Linked DNA regions of Mus musculus: regions 2, 3 and 4 are each linked to region 1. Evidence: chromatin contacts called from public promoter capture Hi-C data. All regions are on one chromosome and are shown on one strand. Each heading gives the region's core, a stretch centred on a gene start, on an enhancer-like site or on the middle of the called end of the contact. The rest is flanking DNA. Distances are from core to core; before and after follow the strand shown. Region 1 holds the start of Fzd3 (frizzled class receptor 3). Region 2 holds the start of Ephx2 (epoxide hydrolase 2, cytoplasmic). Region 3 has its middle 8.1 kb from the start of Gm36924. Region 4 holds the start of Pbk (PDZ binding kinase).

Evidence for each region. Promoter capture Hi-C pulls out the DNA fragments that hold promoters and counts their contacts.
Region 2: a promoter capture Hi-C map of hippocampal neurons shows a contact between it and region 1, with 2.6 times the contacts expected there. The contact joins the promoter of Ephx2 here to the promoter of Fzd3 in region 1.
Region 3: a promoter capture Hi-C map of hippocampal neurons shows a contact between it and region 1, with 2.8 times the contacts expected there. The contact joins the enhancer-like site here to the promoter of Fzd3 in region 1. A contact is called at or near these places in 8 of 39 promoter capture datasets (the 3T3-L1 cell line, the HPC-7 cell line, HPC-7-derived erythroid cells and 4 more), 9 of 484 Hi-C or Micro-C datasets (B cells, cortical neurons, embryonic stem cells and 1 more) and 1 of 115 datasets of contacts at active chromatin or transcription factors (embryonic stem cells).
Region 4: a promoter capture Hi-C map of liver shows a contact between it and region 1, with 2.2 times the contacts expected there. The contact joins the promoter of Pbk here to the promoter of Fzd3 in region 1. A contact is called at or near these places in 4 of 39 promoter capture datasets (embryonic stem cells, liver and pre-B cells) and 1 of 115 datasets of contacts at active chromatin or transcription factors (astrocytes).

The regions. Positions count from the first base shown.
Region 1 is chr14:65,260,818-65,264,198 of GRCm38.p6, forward strand. It overlaps Fzd3 (frizzled class receptor 3), which reads right to left and starts at 1,646. Exons shown (of 7, transcript NM_021458.2): 1 at 1,515-1,646.
Region 2 is chr14:66,122,641-66,126,021 of GRCm38.p6, forward strand. Ephx2 (epoxide hydrolase 2, cytoplasmic) reads right to left here and starts at 1,882. Exons shown (of 19, transcript NM_007940.4): 1 at 1,695-1,882. The coding sequence starts at 1,795.
Region 3 is chr14:64,614,827-64,618,207 of GRCm38.p6, forward strand. No RefSeq gene overlaps it. Among named protein-coding and RNA genes, the nearest start is that of Gm36924, 8.1 kb to the right of the region's middle. Within about 2 kb of position 1,650, at least 3 of the 459 cell types and tissues checked have an H3K27ac peak or open chromatin away from gene starts, as enhancers often do. A contact at or near this core is called in hippocampal neurons, where this site is marked.
Region 4 is chr14:65,804,233-65,807,613 of GRCm38.p6, forward strand. Pbk (PDZ binding kinase) reads left to right here and starts at 1,679. Exons shown (of 8, transcript NM_023209.2): 1 at 1,679-1,902.

The sequences.
Region 1 (3,381 bases), core at 396-2,895:
AGACAGATCAACACTACCCACTGTTTTACTAAGTCTAGGGAAGAGCTGCAACCGGGTTATAGTTTATCTCGGTTTTATCCTTCCAAATATTTACACTCCTTTCCCTGGCTCCTTAACCCTGAATCTTTTTACCTTTATGCTGTGGTTCAAGAAAATGTGTTGTTTCGGGGGTGGAGGGGGGACGACGACGACGACACTGATTTGTTTAAAGGTAGAGAGAGAATGTAAGGTCTTATCGCCTCCTTTCTTTTTGAGAAAGTGGTCCACTACACAGCCTATTCTGGCCTGTAACTTTCGGAGATTCTCTTGCTTTAGTTTCCGATTACTCAAATTACAGGCATGAGCCATTATCATGCACAACTTGAGTACCCGCTTCTTAATACACAACTAGATTTATCTAGTCCTCTTCTAGCCCATTATGCCCAGTAGACCACCGAGGACCAAAGCAGGCTGAGAAGGGAGGTGGCATCCTTAAGCCCAGCTGGTCTTTGTTTCCCTGCTCTCATGTACTGGTTTTGCAAAGCAACCCAATTCCCATCAACAAACATTCTGGATGTACTGAAGGACTTTCCCACCGTGAGATTTAAGCTGGTGCGTCTGTTCGGCAGTCTGAGAAATTCAGAAGGGAGCTAAAAATTGTGATTCTATCATTGGGCGAAAACCCAGACCTCTCGAGACGTTTTTCAACTTTAAGTCTCTTCTGCCTAATTAATGGCATGTGCTTTTGTTCTTTTTCTACCCACAAGAGGGAAAGAATAGGAAAAGGGAGGAGAAAAGAAAAATGAAAAAGCCCTCTCCTCTTCCCTTGAGGAAGTCCCTACCTCCAAGAGTCCCAAGATGCGAAAAGCCTATGGGATGTTTACAACCTTAACGTTACCCGCATCTCAGTGCCTTTATTCCAGAGGCTAGGAATTCACGCCGCATCCCAGGGCAAATCTGCCGACCCCGAGTCCCCACCGCGGGGGTACCTGGGGAGCGCGCGGCGCTGGGAGCCTCCGACTTTGCAAACTGATGGGCAGCAAGGGACAACTTTTGGGCGCTGGGTGTCAGGGGTCGGCCGGGGGCTGCAGGGAAGCAGCGGCGCCGGAGCTCGGCGCATCGTCCTCCCGCCCACGCCCCCGCGGCGCCGAGCGCAGAAACCGGCTGGGCCCGGCCTCGCTCCCCGCAGGCGACCGGCGCGGGGACCCGCCGCGTCCACACTCGCACAGGTTGCCCGGCGCGGGCGGGACGTACCGGCCCCGCCGCTTTCCCAGGGCATCCTCGCTTAGAGCGGCCGCGGCCCCGAACTCCGCGCCGCCCACTCCGACCCGGCTCCGGCCGGGCCGCTCGCCAGCCGCAGCTCCGCGCCCGCCTCGGCAGCGCCGGCCTCGGGCTTTTGTTCGGCCGCGACGCGAGCAGCGAGCGCCGCCTGACGAGGGGCGGCTGGGCTGGGGCAGGCGCCTCGGCGCTCTCCACACGCAACGCTCCTCTCCCGCCCTCCCGGCCCCGGAGGAAACGTCGGCCGCACGACTCACCTCACCGCCGGCCTCCGGGCTCTCCCGGGCAGCGCCGCTGGCCCCGCAGGCAGCCGCGCGTCCCTCAGGTTCCCCGAGCGGCCGAGGACCGCAGGCGCGCCGAGCCTTCGCGAGCGTCGAGGCGCGCGGCCCGGGGAGGGAGGTGCGCGCGCACGTGCCGCGCATGCGCGCTACGGTCAGCCTCCTATCCAGCTCCTGGCTGTGCAGCGCTGACCGGCTTCGTTGTTCTCAGCCTGGCGTCCTAGGTGATAGTGACGTCTTGAGCGCCGCGCGTCGGTTTGGTGGTTCCCAGCGCTGGAGGCATTCATCCAACATGTGCCCAGTCCTTCTTGCAAAGTCCGCCTGAGCCAAGTTCTCAGTGCGGGTCCAGTGCGGAAGCCAGTGTGCCAACCTCGGACCTCGGGGACTCACGGTGAAGGGTAGTGCCGCGCACAGGTAGCAAGGGACACCCGGTCTGTTGCAACGCTGCACTCTGACCGGCGAAGCAGGTGCACACTTCGCGTCCTCTCCACCGAGACCTTACTATAAACAGACGGAGCTTGTGCTCGCTGGTGACATGCCTCATCTTCCGCTTAGAGGGCTCCCCACTCCCTTTGCTATATGCACGGCTTGAGGAGCTGAAAGATTTCTTTAGAGGTCATCTAAACACAATTTTATTTTTTCCCAACAGGGAGAAGAACTCTCAGAAAGGTTGGATGTCTTACTTAGTCACACAGCATTTTAATGGAAGAGCCTGTATTCAATTAATCGTGATTGCGTTTCTCTTTGTTACAGGGTTTTACCTATCTTTCTTTTTGTCCATCTTCAACTTAGAGTCCATGGCTTCATTTGGTTCTCTTGGTAGCTCACAGGACATACAGCAACGTTGGCCCTGTTGCAAGTGATTGTACTTGACACTACTGACCCTTATGTTTATAAATGGCTACGGTGAGAACATATGGGCTGAAGATACAGTTCTGTTGGTAAAACATTTGCTATACAAGCGGAAGAACCTGAGTTACATCCCCAGAACCCACAAAACAACAACAACAACAAAATAACAACAACAAAATCAGTCCTAATAGCAGGCACTTGTGGTCCCAGTGCTGGGGAGGTGGAGCCAGGGTGGGTCCTGGGGCTAGCTAGTCACTCAGCCTAGCCCATTTGGTGAATCCCCAGGCCAGTGAAAGATTTGTCTCAAAAAACTAGGTGGAGAGCAACTGACTAACACACCTGTAGTTGACCTCTGGCCCATAGGTGTACAGAGAGACAGATAACAAGAGACAGAGTCAGATATAATTTTTAAAAGGTTCTCAGGTAATTTAGTGAATGCTGAAAAGTCTTGTGCTCAGGTCAGTCTCACATCAGAATTGACAGAATTTGATAGGCCAGCGTGATAAACAAAATCTGAAATAGCAATTTCCACTTTCCTTATTGGCACTTGTGCAGCAACATTTTCAGGACAATAATGTTGATTCTTAGGGCCATTCCAGGCAAATCAGCATGCCCCAGGGACCCAGTGGTGTCTCTTGATGAGAGTAAATGAAGAGGCAGGTGGTATATGGGGGTGGAGGAGAAACTTTGTCATAGCTTTATGTAGTGCTAGATCCCCATTACTAAGGCACTGGAAATGTGCTTGCAGGAGCCTTCTTACTCAGTGTACACAGTACGCTATAAAAACAGACACAGGCCACGCCACTGCTCACATCAGCAGATGGGGATGACACAGACACAATTACAAATATATCAACATCGTCAGGTCCCATAAATAAATACAATACTTAGCAGAAAAGGAAACTGCTATATATAAGTGGTAGTACATCTTTAAAAACTGTCAAGAATAAATCACTTGTAAGAGTGAACATATATGCCGGGCAGTGGTGGTGCA
Region 2 (3,381 bases), core at 632-3,131, 860 kb after region 1:
ATAGACATTGTAGCCACTTGTTTATTTGTGCTTCTTAGTTATTGATGTGTTTATTCACCCTGAGACAGAAACTTTTCCAGAACAGCAGCTGAGGAAGATACAAAGTCACAACGAGCCAGAGAGGGAGGAAGCTACACTGAGCATAGGAACACGGTATTCAGCCAGGGAGGCTACCTACTGTGTGATCAAGCAAGGCTGAGGCCACCTACAGTGTGATCAAACAAGCCGCTCTCTGCATCCTTTGGGTTGACTTGCAAGATTTCTATAGTATAAAGGTTAATCCCGGTTGGCCTTTGTTATCATAAGAATTCAAGAACCATCAAATGAGGCAGATCTCCCAGACTCAAGCTGCCCTTAGGCCTCTTCCCCTCAGTGGTAATTTGAAATTACCCATTTGTTCTTTTCCTTGGGTGATACTAGAGTGATCTTTCATTTTTTTTTTAATTTTTTTAAAAATAAATATGTTTTCCTCCTTTCTGATTATAAAACATCTTTTTTAAACTGAAAGTTTGGAAAATAAAAAGAGAAAAAAGTAGAAAAAAATTATACATGAACTCAGATACAATGAATGATGTCTGGATCTTTAAAAAATTATTGTTATTACTTCTTAAATTACATGTAGCTGGGTGGTGGGGGTGCCTTTAGTCTCAGCACTTAGAAGGCAAAGACAAGCGGCTCTTTTGAGTTCGAGGCTAGACTGCTCTATAAAGCTAGTCCCAGGACAGCTAGGGCTACACAGAGAAACCCTGTCTTAAACAATGGCCTTAAATTATGTGTTTGTGTGTGCATCTGTGCATACAGGTATCATAAGACGTCAGAAGGGGGAGTCAGATCCGCCGGAGCCGCCTGACTTGGTTGCTGGGCCTCAAAAGTTCAGCAAGAACACCTTTCTTTCTTTCTTTCTTTCTTTCTTTCTTTCTTTCTTTCTTTCTTTCTTTCTTTCTCTTTCTTTCTTTCTTGTTTGTTTTTGTGTTTTGCTTTTTTTTTTTTTTTCGAGACAGGGTTTCTCTGTGTAGCCCTGGCTGTCCTGGAACTCACTCTGTAGACCAAGCTGGCCTCAAACTTAGAAATTCGCCTGCCTCTGCCTCCCAAGTGCTGGGATTAAAGGCGTGTGCCACTATTGCCCTGCTCTTCCAAAGGTCCTGAGTTCAAATCCCAGAAACCACATGGTGGCTCGAAAGAGCACTTTCTTAACTTTAGTCGTCTCTCCAGTCCCATGTCTGGATATTTTGATATATTTATTCCAGACATTTTCTACTGTTTCCTGCTTCCTCCCTCCTCGGTCTGAATCAGAGCTACTACTTTCTGATATTAGTGACTGCCTCCCAGGTTCCCGTTTCCCTGGGCTGTGGGACATTTCTGTAACCTGCTCTTGCACTAGTTCTCCTATAACGCTGGCCTAGGACTGAACTTTCTTGTAAATCGCGGCGGGTATTTTAAAGACCCAGTTCAGTAGCATTAATCCGGCAGCAAATGGTAATAACGCCTCTTTTCATGAAGGAGTTTTTTTTTAAAGCAAGTTTTAATTACTTAGCATTTAGAAGGGCAATAGATCTACTCGTGCACGCTGGCATTTTAACACCAGGTAATGATTTTGATCTTGCCCAGGCTCACCTGGAAAGCAATTTGAAACCTGGGCTGGACGTATGGACAGGGCACCAGGCGGGACACTGACCCAGCGCGGCTCCCCTTACCTAGGCAGTGCCAGGGCCTCTTCGCTGCGGCGGAAAGCCCCGGCGATAGAGGGGAGGGCCAGCACTCCGTCAAGGTCGAACGCGGCTACACGCAGCGCCATGGCGGCCCGGGCTGCAGCGTCAAGCTGACACAGACACGAAGCTGGAAGGCTGTGGCCTAGAGTGGGGAGGCTGGCTGTGGGAACCTAAGATTAGGGTCGTGCCAATCTCAGCACCGCCCCTCGCCCCGCCCCGCCCCGCCCCGCCCCGCCCAGTACTGACACTGCCCTGCCTACTGATCAGCTGCCTAGCCCGGAGCTTCTTGCTGGATGTCCCACCCAAGTGTCAATCCTGGTCTTGGCCACTTTTTCCTCCTTAGCCTAAGGACTAGAAACCCTGCCAAGGCTCCCCAATTCTCAGACTTTGACCGTTTGGAAACAGGCTTGGTATGGGGAGAGAGGGGTCTTGAGGAGGCAGGTTGGAGGAGACGGAATATTCTAAACATTTTCTCCTTCAGTATTTGGTCTTGATTGGCATATCCCATGTATGTTGGGATCTGTGGACCCTCTTCTCTAAATGTGGTCCACATCTTTGCAACCCCCTCACATCTGCCTGCTTCTTCTAGCAGTGTTTCTGGAATGCAAGACAGCCTCCTGTCTTGGTGTGCTAACCCAGAATACTTTTTCTCTTGAGGATTAAAAGAAATTAATCGAGTCTGTTTCCTTTTTCTACACTGTATTGTTTAAAAGTGAGCTGGGCTTCTTGGAGGTTTCTGGAACCTTCCTGCCCCTTGGCCCAGTGCTCTCCCTAGTTAAGAGAAAAAAGAGAAACCTCCTCTACTAATGAGTTAATTAACAAATCCACCGTTTAGTCCAAGGCTGTTGTGAAAGACTGCCTCCCTTACTGAAACCGGGAATTGGCTTCTTCCTTTGCTCTGGTTGCTGCGTGTTAGGTGGTGGGAAATGGCCCTACTGTGGGTTAATTTTTGTGAGTCTTTCAGACACTTCCTCTTCTTGCCTCAAGTCTTGTCTGGGGCAGTTTGTGTTTTCTGAGATTCACACCTAAGAAATGGAAAGTGGCTGAAAATGTGGGGGTGTTGCCCTGAGAACAGAAAGGGTCTTTTGAGAGTGCCTGTAGTGGATGGAGTGTTTAAGAAATAAACGAGATAGCTGGGCATGGTGGTGCACTTGGGAGGCAGAGGCAGGCAGATTTCTGAGTTCGAGGCCACAAAGTGAGTTCCAGGACAGCCAGGGCCATATAGAGAAACCCTGTCTTGAAAAACTGAAGAAAAAAAAAAGAAAGAAAGAAAGAAAGAAAGAGAGAGAGAGAGAGAGGGAGGGAGGGAGGGAGGGAGGGAGGGAGGGAGGGAGGGAGGGAGGGAGGAAGGAAGGAAGGAAGGAAGGAAGGAAGGAAGGAAGGAAGGAAGGAGATGGTCCTGGGCCTGAAGACAGAACGAGAGAGAACGTGAGCTGGGTATGGTCCCGTCTGCCTGTAATTCCAGCATTCCAGATGCAGAGGTAGAAGGCTCAAGCACTCAGTGTTAACCTCAGCTGCATATATAAGCTTGTATACAAACTCTTAAATAAGTCTCTGATTTGACAGACTTTCCTTTGAGTTCCAGATTTGCACATCCAACAACTTTGCTTGGCCATGAAATGGTCCTCCAAGGCTCCAGACTAAGGCTGAACTCTGCTTTGGTCTCACCTTC
Region 3 (3,381 bases), core at 400-2,899, 650 kb before region 1:
GTGTGCTTACTTATGGAAACCGGAGGTTCATGTGTTCTTTCTCTATTCTCTCCACCTTAGTCTTTGAGACAGGCTTCCTCACCGAACCTCGTACTCACTACCTGGCTGGTCAGGGAGCTGCAGGACCTTCCTCTCTCCGCCCTTCCCAGCAGGGCTTGGGTTACCAATATTTGCATGCGCACACAGAGATTTCCCTGGACCGTGGGGCTCCAAACTCAGATCCTCATGCTTGAGCCCTGAGCATTGACCTACAGAGCCATCTCTCCAGGCCAAGGCAGTGCCTCTGCACTGTGCCATCCCGGAGAGCCATATGCATGCCACTAACCAGGCAAGAGGTCCAAAGCGTACTCGAAAATCTTTAAGTCATAAAACACTGGGGGCATCACAGCATGCAAACAAAATCCAAAGCCCTAGAGTCAGAAAAATTAGATTTAGCCCCCCCTTTCTGGTACCCAACCATGGTGACGTGGCTGAGTTCTTTTTCTTACTGGCTAAACTCCAATGATAATTTCAATTTCAAGGTTGCTTGGGGTCAAATGCAGTGATGTGTATAAAGGGCTGAATTATAATTAGTATTTAATAACTCTAGGGTTCTTTCTAAAGGTTGTTAAGTATGGTGTGTGTGTGTGAGAGAGAGAGACAGACAGACAGACAGACAGACAGACAGACAGAGAGACAGAGAGAGAGAAAGAGAGAGAGGTGGTATGGTGGAGGTATGGATGTGAGTGTGGATGTGTGATATATGTATATATGATGTGTATATATAGTATGTGTGGAGTGTGTGTGTGGTGTATATGGGATATATGTGTGTGGTGGTGGCGTATGTGTGTATTTATGTGTGGGTAGTATTAGTAACAGAAACATTTACCCTGAAAATTATTATGTTGAACAGATTTACTTTCATTGAAAAGGATAGAATCGGCCGGGCAGTGGTGGTGCACGCCTTTAATCCCAGCACTTGGGAGGCAGAGGCAGGCGGATTTCTGAGTTCGAGGCCAGCCTGGTCTACAAAGTGAGTTCCAGGACAGCCAGGGCTACACAGAGAAACCCTGTCTCGAAAAAACAAAAAAAGAAAGAAAAAGAGAAGGACAGAATCACCTTCTTTCCTAGGCCGACAACGGACATCGGCACAAAGTTGGAGTACTGCAAGCATTATTTTTGACTATCCATAAGCCACCAAAAAAATATGTGTTATCTAAGTTATAGCTTCAAACTAAGATCTCTGCAAGTTATCTGCAGTGTGCAAAGAAGATTGGCAGCCCACGGATGCTCCTGGCCTCATCTGCCGGAGCTTGAGGACAAATAGAGTATCTCAGAACACCAGATGACTCCCCAGATCGCTTGCCTCCTGTGCTGGGGTAAACCCGAGCGGCTTCTTGTAATCTCTGGGCTAGGAAACAGCACCCTTGGGTCTGCTCTTGAGCACGGACCACGGTAATTTTAAATACAAGGCAGCGCTTTACAATCAAACAAACCCAGATGGACAGCTCGCCCCAAGCCAGCTCTACAACCAGGACACAGATTTGTAAAGGAAAAGACAGCCAAGGCAGTTACAAAAAAACGAAAACAACCAGGGAACAAAGAGTCCCAGACTAGAAAGCCATCTAGCATTCTGCTACCCACTAAGCAGCGCATGCGCGTTGGGTTGGCAGACACCGGCTGGAGAAGGACTATAACCTGAAGGCCGTCCACAGTGGGGAGGACTATGCTCCCTCACAGCCCATTCCATCTTTTCTCTGTCCTGTCAAACATGAGGACCCCCTTTTACCAACAAGGTAGGACAAACGCAGACACGGGTTGTCTGAGACGTTCGTTCCTCTGAAACACTGCAGCTCCAGACTCTTATCAGTCTAGTCCTGATAGGCCTTCTACCTGTCTAACTTGCAAGCGCTCACTGTTAAACCATGTGTCTGTTGACCAAATATTTTTGTTTGTTGATTTTGAGACTGGTCTTGATTTCACTACAACCAAAGATAACTCTGTCTCCTGAGTGCTGCAATTACAACTTGTGCTCTTCCAGAGGACCCAGGTTCAATTCCTAGAACCCACAAAGTGGATCACAACCAACTGTAACCCCAACTCCAGGGGATCTAATGGCTTCCTCTGACCTCCAAAGAGGCATGGTGCACAAACATATATACAGGCAAAACACCCATACACATAAAATACATTTTTAAAAAAAATAAATACTTAAGGGACTTGAGAGATGGCTCAGCAGTTAAGAGCACTGACTGCTCTTCCAGAGGTCCTGAATTCAATTCCTAGTACCCATATTGTGGCTCACAACCATCTATAAAGGGGTCTGATGCCCTCTTCTGGCATGCAGGTATACACACAGATAGAGTACTTGAGTACAACAAAAAAGTACATAAATTAAACAATATTTTTAAAAGTTAAATAGCTAAGAGGTTGGAGCAGCTCAGTGTGGTGGCAGACACACTTGTTTGTTTGTTTGTTTGTTTGTTTGTTTGTTTCTGTAGGGTCTCTCTACATAGTCCTGACTGTCCTGGAACATATATATTATGTACATCAAACTAGCCTAGAACTCATGGAGATCTACCTACGTCTGCTTCCAAATGCTGAGATTAAAGGCATACACTGCCAAGTGGAGGCTGGTGGTCCACTCCTTTAATCCCAGCACTCAGATGTAGAAGCAGGTTGATCTCTGCATTCAAGACCAGTCTGGTCTATATAGCAAGTTCTGAGGTTGCATTGTAAGGTCCTGTCTCAAAAAGAAGAAAGAAAAGAAGAAAAAAAAAAGGAATGGAAAGGAAAGAAGAGAAGAGAAGAGAAGAGAAGAGAAAAGAAAAGAAAAGAAAAGAAAAGAAAAGAAAAGAAAAGAAAAGAAAAGAAAAGAAAAGGGCCCCATAGCACCCTTGGATAGCAAAGGCATTTATTTGGTGGTGCTCTCTAACACATTCTTTGACACATGTTGCAGGGGAGAGATGAAGTGGTTTCAGCAAAACAACGTGTGTTAGGGAAATGGAAATGCTGGCTCAGACCAACAACAGAGGGGAGTTAATGTCATTTCCCCCATCGACCAGATTGTATGCCTTTCTGTGGGGTAGGGACCCTGTCATACAGTCTATGAATCCCAATACTGACTAACATTTCTGCTGCTCTTTAAGTAATTCCAAACTTAACTTGACACCTCAAATCGAACCATGTGGAACAAACTCCCTCTTCCTCACTCTCACACCCACATCCTGCTAATTACAGGACAGTCAGTGATGTAATGAAACAATGGTCCAACCCAGTCTCCAAACCTAGCCAGCCCCTGGTCAACCCTACCTGGGTTACTATGACACTCCCTTCTCTTCCTCACAGAATCCTGGGTGGGGGGGACATATTTCAAGTCTTCCTAGACCTTCCAGGATGCAT
Region 4 (3,381 bases), core at 429-2,928, 540 kb after region 1:
AGAAAGAAAGAAAGAAAGGAAGGAAGGAAGGAAGAAAGAGGGAGAGAGAAAGAAAGAAAGAGGAGAGAACTTGTAAGTGAAAACATTTGAGAAACTGAATCATAGAAATAAAATAGGTATTAGTGCCAATGAGATTGTGAGACCCCGACTTAGAGCGTTTCTACCTGGAAGGTAAGGCCCCTGGACGTTCCCCAAACTTGTTTTCCCTGATCTCTAAAAATGCAGCCAGAAAGAAGCTCTTTGTTCTCTATAGCCAGCAAAACGCCTTTTTTGTTTTTGAGCCTTACAGCCAGAGATGCGATAATTGTAGGAAGACCTACAAGGACATGGAGATAGACGACGCTGGAGAGGAGGCTGCAGCTCATCACCCCCCCCCCCCCCCCCCCCCCCCCCCCCCCCCGCCAGAAAGAAAAGGAGCTGTAGCCAACTCTCCTCCCAACTCCTCCCAACTCTTCCCAACTCCTCCCAATTCCTCAGCTAGCCCCCTACTGTCACCACTCAGGGTCGAACTCCCCTGCCCTACATGGCAGAGGGACTTTGTCCTCAGCTAGCTGATAATAAAACCTCTTGCAGTTTGCATCAGGTGTGGTTTTCTCTCGGGCCACTGGGGTGCTGGCCAGCTCATCCCGGGACTTGAGCGGAGGCCCAGCTTCGGGGGTCTTACAAGATAATGTCAGTAGACAAATGAGTGTGTTAATGTATATAAACACATGAATACATACGTGTCATGCCACTGTGTGTACTTCTGTCTTCATAAAGAAGATGTCCCTATCTATCTGGCCTCAGACTGGTTGAATTTCTTTAACCGTTTGAAGAGGTCACAATGCGGCACAGAGCGTTCCTGTTGAGGAGGCCTCTTGGTGCTTCTTGTATTACATTGTATGTTTTCTTTTTTAAGGTATCACATGGTCTCTGAGCCACATAGTAGGTATGGGAATGTCTTCCTGTTCTCCTAAACTTAATTCATTTTTCTTGTAGAGAACACAGTAGATTATGTTATGCAGTGGGCACTCAAGTGCAGATACCTGACACCCAGTAGGTGCTCTGAAAATATTTGTTAAGTAGACTGTGGTAATTCCAAGAATTAACAAAACTGGGCCAGTGAGATGGCTCAATGAGGATAAGAGCTTGCTGCCAGAGCCTGGCCTTCTGATTTAGATCTCAGGAATCTAAGGAGGGAAGGAGGGAGCCAGTTTCTGCAGTTGTCCTCTGATCTTCCCATGTGGGTAGCAGAAACACACACACACACAAACACACTAACACAGCAATAATTTTTTAAGTTAGCAAAATTTCAAAATATTCTATATTTATTCTCAGCCTCAAATAATGAAAATCTACACATTTCTAATTAGTGTTTTAAGGACACATATATCTGCAATAAAACTTCCTAGTTGCATATTCTGAGCAGTGTTTGTAATTTGGGTAATTTGCCTTCAAAACAGATATATATTTTGTTTTTCCGCCAGCATCTGTCTGACACTTGCTATGTCTTTCTAGCCATCGCTCTGGAAGATTTCTTCTTTTAGGACTAAATCAAACCTGGAAACTCCAGTAAACCTGGGAGGACTGTGCGAACGCGTGAGTTTTGACCCTAGTGCCGCCCCGTAGTCTTCTGGCGGGACCTTTGAAAAAGCGTGCTTCTTACACACCGCGGCGGTTACTGCGAGTGTTGGCGGGAGGGAGCTGTTCCTGCATTTTCTGGAGCGAGTCTTCTGACTGCTTTTAGTTAGAACTCCAGTGCCCCTCGGCGGGCCGCGGCCTTTGAAAATGCGCGCGCCCTAAACGCTGCGGCGGTTACGCTGTTGGCGGGAGGGAGCTGAGCCTGCACTTTCCGGACTAGGTGTCCAGACAGCTTTGAGCCAGCCCGTCACTTTCACCTTTTTACCCGAGCGTGCGAGCGTGGTAAGGGAAAGCCTGGCCGACTCGAAGGTGGTTGGCAGACTGGGGGTCAGGGGTGGAGCATCGAGGACCTGAGGGGAGGGTCGCGGACGGGAGGGACGGGGACGAGAGGGAGGCTGCCTCCACTGGAGGACCTGGAGGAGATCTGCGGGGAAGAACAGCAAACTGAGGGTACACAGCGGCTAGGGGAGGACCCAGGGAGATAGTGGATGGAGAATAGGGGAACCCCTTGGAGCCATCGCACACCTCCAAGCCCCTGACCCTGAGCTCCTTTATCGCGGAAAGTTTGGGGGTTCAGGGAGAAAGTCACTCCCTTCCCCATGAAGGAGGAGGGGGGTGGGGGTGGGGGGAGGATTTCTCTGCTTTTAAGGTGAGGCCACAGTAGAAAAGTGGCCTGTGGTAGGGCAGTGACTCATTGGGTACAGTCTGTGCCCAGCATGCATGCAGCCCTGGGATCCATCTTCAGGACCCCAAAACCTGGAAGCAGTAGTGAGTGCCTGGGGTCCCAGTAACTAGGGAATGGAGACCAAAGAAAGGACAGGGAATATGGCTGTGGGTAGAGTTTTATACATGGGATTACTGGTATTAAAAAAAATATGTTTACATGCTTATATGAAAATTCATAGTGAAACTCGAAATCATGTAGAGTTAGCATATGCTAATAAAAAGATACTTTTGAAAAGCCAAGCAGTGCTAATATTATAAAGTTATGGGTGGGGGACGCTGGAGTCTTGATTCATTGGTTAGAGCCTGCAGGGCTTTTGCAAAGGCCCTGAGCTGGTTGCCAGCACCCATGTGGAGTGGCTCACAAACAACTACATGTCATTCCAGAGGAGGCCATCCTTCACTTCAGGCTCCTGTACTGTTGTGCATAGACCACCCACCCCTGCCACACACACATAGGTGATGGAAGGTGTATAATGAAAAGTCAAATCTTTTTTTTGTTTTGTTTTGTTTTTTCGAGATAGGGTTTCTCTGTGTAGCCCAGGCTGCCCTGGAACTCACTCTGTAGACCAGGCTGGCCTTGAACTTAGAAATTCACCTGCCTCTGACTGGAGTACTGGGATTAACGGTGTGCGCCACCACGCCCCTGGGAAAAGTCAAATCTTAAATAAGCAGTTCTCATGGTAACCAAGCATGTGACCTCAGTGCTTGGGGATTGAAGCAGGAGTATGTCGTGTTGGATGTCAGCTTGGTGTACACAGCCAGTTCAGGGTAGTCTAAGTAATGGGGAGACCCACATAAATGGGGCTTAGAAAGCCCATCAATAGATGCCCCAGCTCTGTCAGATGTGCCCTTTGAACCCCAAGCCTAAAGGTGATATGGGTTAAAGAAAGTATAGTTATTTAACAATTAATGCCTATGGAATGTATATGCAGATCTACGACAGTATAGACTAAGGCTCTATCTCAGCCAGGAAAGAAAAGTCCCATTAGACAACTGAGCTGGGCGGGACGTAGGATATTTTGGTACAAACAGGGT